Linked DNA regions of Danio rerio: region 1 is linked to region 2. A link is a contact called in public Hi-C data. All regions are on one chromosome and are shown on one strand. Each heading gives the region's core, a stretch centred on a gene start, on an enhancer-like site or on the middle of the called end of the contact. The rest is flanking DNA. Distances are from core to core; before and after follow the strand shown. Region 1 holds the start of glrx2 (glutaredoxin 2). Region 2 holds the start of cfhl3 (complement factor H like 3).

The links. A called contact is a pair of places that touch in the nucleus more often than the background predicts.
Region 1: a contact with region 2 is called in a Hi-C map of hematopoietic stem cells, with 6 times the contacts expected there. The contact joins the promoter of glrx2 here to the promoter of cfhl3 in region 2. A contact is called at or near these places in 5 of 18 Hi-C or Micro-C datasets (caudal fin, embryo, hematopoietic stem cells and 1 more) and 2 of 4 datasets of contacts at active chromatin or transcription factors (caudal fin and embryo).

Annotation. Positions count from the first base shown.
Region 1 is chr22:24,035,148-24,037,847 of GRCz12tu, forward strand. It overlaps glrx2 (glutaredoxin 2), which reads left to right and starts at 1,435. Exons shown (of 4, transcript NM_001002404.2): 1 at 1,435-1,584; 2 at 1,674-1,737. The coding sequence starts at 1,675.
Region 2 is chr22:23,599,666-23,602,545 of GRCz12tu, forward strand. cfhl3 (complement factor H like 3) reads right to left here and starts at 1,528. Exons shown (of 13, transcript NM_001199191.1): 1 at 1,418-1,528; 2 at 1,147-1,314; 3 at 942-1,047; 4 at 752-828. The coding sequence starts at 1,487.

The DNA.
Region 1 (2,700 bases), core at 185-2,684, 440 kb after region 2:
ATTCACAAAATATATATAAATAGAAAAAATATATAAATGGTTGATGTAAATAAGTATACACTCTGTTGTAATTTCAATTAAATAAAGAATTCAGCTTATTTATGTGCTTCTCTTTTAGATAATTTTTCTTTGTTATACAAGAATGTTTTATTTGTTTTTTATCATGTTGTTAAAGTAAAAGATTAAAATAAATCTATTTATTTTACTAACAAGATTTTTTTATACACAAATGCAAATTTGTGTCTTATAAAGCCCCTGATTCTTATTTTTTTTTATAGATTTAAAGTATGATTTGGATATGTTTTGGATCTCCACCTCCAGCAATGTTAAAGCTTTAAAATTAATAACACTATATGAATCTTACAGTATTGCATACTTTTCTATAATACCCGGTTGATTGTATTCTGTCACCTTTTTTTACATCACTTTGACCTTGCTTTAAGATTTAAAGTGATGTATTGTAATTTATATTACCCCTAGCAATATTTTTTTTGTTTCTCTTTTGTTTTGCTTTGTTCTGTTGTCTATTTTTGTTGTTATAGGATTTATACCTTTTCTGTGTATTTGTCTACGCTTGTTGAACGTTCCAATAATAAAAAAAAAAAAAACAATCAAAAAGAGTTTATATTGTTAGTTTAAATCACTATTCACTCATCAAATACGCGTGACAAGTGTTACATTTCTCAGTGTTTGTGAGGACGGACCAATCACTGTCGTTTGTGGATTTAAACAAGCTATTCACTGCTGCACATTTAGTTTTTCAGTAGCCTATATTATCTAATTAAAAAATTATACTTTACGTATATGTCACGCCCAAATCTTTATAGAAATTGAATGTTAAATATTTATAGTTAGTCATAGTTAATATTTTTATAGTAAATTATTTTTTGAGCCACTACGGCCCCCTAGAGGAAAATACGATTGTTGCTTCATATGTCTAATGAACAGAGGAGGGAGAGTGGACAGGCTGGATGAATATTTGGCAGACTCGTGAAGGGCGGAGCTTGATACGTCAAATCAATGTTGTTCCGGTTGAGAGGTACGCGTGTGTTTTGGACTTTGTTATGAAATAAAAGAAACGTCTTTCTTTACGTGTAAAGCCGGTAATGATTTTGGACGGCCTTATTTATTAAGCTACGCTCGACGTTATTTACACTCCACAATGTTTACGAGGGGCTGTTTCTACAAATCCAGACAGGCTTATCAGAGTCTAAGGTCATTATAAATATAATTAGTATTAGGTATATAATTGAACATATTTCATATTTACATTGAAATAAACAATGTTTGTCTCAAGTGCGACGTGTTTTTACACTGTTCAGGACCGCACAAGTTAGCCCACTTTAGCAGACAAAGGCGATGTTGTATTTGGGGTCATTAGATGTTTAAATCCCCCCTGTGATCTGATCAGATTACGGTCTAGCTGTGAGGTCATTGTTAGTTAGTTGATTCAAGAGGAGACCACATCAGTTTGAAGATGATTGACTTAAATTGCCAGTCGAATTCTCTTGTGTCTGCATTAACTGCGTTTGCTTTCCTAGTATCTTCAACATGTTTCTTTTACAGACCGGTGATTATTACAAGGTCATCGCGTGTGTTAATCTGTCTGTTGTTGTGTAAATGGTGGTGTTCTTTTCTCCTCAGTTTTACCTCTATTCTTGTGCTTTATCTAGAATGGGGAACTTCTCGTCATCTGCGCCTGGGTTGTCAAGCTCAGCTTGTGGTCAGTTTGTGCAGGTAAGCTTTACCAGCCGAAAATTAACCATGGTTTTAATGAGGTAATATGTAGCAACTGTTTATTGTGTAATTTTTGTCATATTGATTGGTAAAAAGCAGTTTTCTACATGTATCATGGTTAGTTTGGGGTTACTGCTGCTCAATAACAATAAAAATAACATTTTTTGAATAAATAAAATCATGATTATTTTATACTGGTTTATTTTGGTTTCATTCAAATACTCATTATCATCTGAAGTCAATCTAAGGCTATATATACTTGCAACAAAGAGGAAAGTTTTGCAAGCAAGTTTCGAGAAATAAAAATAAATTTTGCAAACAAAAACAAAGAACTGCAAATAAAAAAAATCAAGCAGTCCAAAGAACTAAAATATGTATAAGTTTTTTTCCAGAAAGATTTTCGTTCGCAGTTCTTTATCTTTTTTTTTTTTTTTTTTGTAAAATTACTTTTTATTTCTCAAACTGTATATATTGCAAGTATATATGGGCCTAGATTGACTCCATAGGTTAATGATTATTTGAATAAAACCAAAATGAACTGATATAACCTGTAAAAATTAACCATGGTTTAATTTATTCAAAAAAAGTTTGTTTATATATATATATATATATATATATATATATATATATATATATATATATATATATATATATATATTTTTTTTTTTATTAAACCACAATTTCTTATGTAATATGCAAAATATTTTTTGTAGTTCTTTTTTGTTTGCAAAATTCTTTTTTATTTCTCAAAAACTGAATTTTCCCTTTGCAATTTTTTTTTATTTTTTATTTTTATTTTTTTTGCTCACTACATTATTTTTTATTTGCAAAAATTTTTTATGTTGCAAGTATATATTTTAGATTGTAGTTTATAATCCTAGATTGACTCCATAGGTTACTGATTATTTGAATGAAACAAAATAAACCAGTATAACTCTTGTAAAAAATGAACCATGGTTTTAT
Region 2 (2,880 bases), core at 278-2,777:
CACATCCACAATGACACTAAAAAATGCAGCCTGCGTGGTCCATCACTACTACACTTTTGAGGCCAGGGAAGTGATGTTTACCTGCACAGATCCTACTAATTGACCTCTGTTACTCTCACCCATTCTAAATCTCACTTCCATCCACCTCACGGCACCAATATAACCTTCATTCTTCTAGCTCCACTGATATTAGAATTCAACATGGCACTAAAGGACACTAAATACTGCATCCTCTGTTGTCTGTCACTAATACACATTCAAGGTCAGAACAGAGATGTTTAACTGCACAGAACCTACTAATTGACCTGTTACATTCACCATATGTTGGCTATATTTACGTCAAGCTAAACAGGAGCACATTATGCTCTGCATCTGGTTCCAAACACTTTGGAACATTCATGCCTATTGTTGACGTGAACAATTTGGCATCCAAACATACTGCAAGTTGATCTATCACGCTCTCATCATCCAATTTCCCATAGGATATAAAGTGCCTGCTGTGAATGTGCGCAATGATTGACAACCAGAAAGTGCCTCAAAAAGCCTTGTGGTTGATTAGACAACAATTCTGGCAGTGGTCTGCGGACAATTTACATGGTCTAGGTCTGTCACAGAGATCATGTAGTTTTTCAGAACAGTTACTTAAATGATACCTTACAGAGAGTAAAGTTGTTTTATTGTGTACCACAGCATAAAAATCGCTTACAGCACCTTTAGGAATCAAATGGAAACAGACTTTCAAGAAGCCTACCCTCACAGACAGGGATGGAATTATCCCATCCTTTAATTCTACAGTGACGACGATTGTTTCTGCTTGCCATTTCATACCTATGAACATAGAATTTTTTTTTTAACAATTGTAAGTACAGTACAAGTAGGATCAACTCAATCGGGAGAGATCTGTACATTATTAAGTAGAAAACACACTGTTGTTCAGTTACCCTTTCTTGCAAGTATACTCCACTGTTGCTCCGTAAACATAATCTTTTCCCTCTATTAGTTTAAAGTAACCATTTGGTGTTTCCCCAGGATGACCACATTTTTTCTCTGTAGCAATCAAACAAGTTTTACTCTTTTAGTAAAAAAACAAAAAAAAAAAACTACAATTAAAATTTAAATCAAGTGCAATGTGGAACATTTTCTTACTTGAGCAACTTCGTGCAATAAAGGTCTGCCATTGTCCTTTGTTACACTTCAACTTATAAAAGCCAAAATAACCTGTCATGCAGTTCAATTTCACTGTTTCACCATCATCGTATGATGCCTTCTCAACTGGTGTTATGTTTTCATATGTAATTCCCTCTCGAAGACATTCTGAGTCGCACACACACAAATGCGCTAGTCAACAATCTTTAAAACCACTTTTCAAATGTACATATACTACGACAATACTCAGTATGCAAATTAATTAACTCACCTTGACATTGTACGAAGGTAACAGAAAATAGGAAACAGAAAAAAATGTGGATTTGTACAGGAGCTTGCATTTTGATTGCATTTCACAAATGACGGTAGGTTTTGTTTTCTGGTGCTTGTTGATCAAATGGTTAAACATTAACAAATGTCAAAAAAGGTCTTTACTGTGCATGATGATATTTCCCGAAAATGTTTTATTTGGTTTCACATTTGTTATATATCGCTAGGCCCCTAAAAAAAAGGCAAAGGTCTTGATTCAACCTTTTTTTTTTCTTTTTTTTTCTTTTCACACAAGATGCATTATTTTATATATGCATTATTTCCCAAATAAATGTAGTTTTTTTATTTTTTTACTTTTACTTTTTCTTTTTTTGTCTTTTTGATACACAATGTTTGGTACAGGCTCTAAAATGTATTGTAAGGGGTACACAATGCATCCTTCCATGCAATAAATAAATAAATAAAATTAATGAATACATGTAAAATAAAAAAATAAAAAATAAACATGTTTTAATAAATGAGTAGTCCTTCTTATCTTACACTTCAGGGCTCAACAATAAGGACTGCCTGATGGGCCAGGGCCAGCGTGCGAGATCCTCAGAACAGTAGATAGGATGGTTACTGGCCTGATCTGAGCAGTGGTGCCTTTTTACAAAAATTTAATTAACTGTTTGGCAATTGTGTGCAAATACAGTCTTGGAGTACTTTTATACCAAGACGTTTGTTTCGGAACCTGTCTCGTTTGCACAGTTAGCACAGTTAATTTGGCATATGTGAATCCCGCAATTGCGCTCGGATCGGCGTCAAATCAATCGGTCTGAGGTTGCCTGAATGAGGTGGTCTCGGCTCGATTGAAACAAACTCTGGAGCGGATCGATTGTAGTGCGAAAGCAAAACGATTCAACAAACTAACCAACCAGGCTATATTACAGTTTATTATGTCTATGTAATAGCCACACTGTAAAACCCAACAGTCAACTAGTATCAAATGAAATGAGTGTATAGATAACTCAAAATTGACAAAGTTATTTCTACTCATTTGAAAAGAGTTTTGGACTCAGTGTTGAAGGTAATGAGTTAATTAAATACCTCAGTACTTCAACTTAAATGGAGTTTACAGTACTCATATAGATTAGTTTTTTTTTATCTGAAATGGTTTGTAGCAATAGGTTTCCTCAATCGGTTTAAGTTAACTTAACTTAATGGGTTTTACTGTACTCAAATTGCTCAGTAATGGATCAAATGAATTAAGTTCGAATGGATTATGTTCACAGAACACATTAGGATTAGTTTTTGAACTTAAGTAGTTTGTTGCAATTGGTTTCCTCAAATGGTTTGATTTACCTTAACTTCATGAGTTTTACAGTGTATGCTGCTATATGAAGAGAGAATGATGAGTAGGGTGGGATTTCATTCCTACCAGTAAATGTGTGTTTCATGTCGAATAAAAAGGTGAAAGCATGG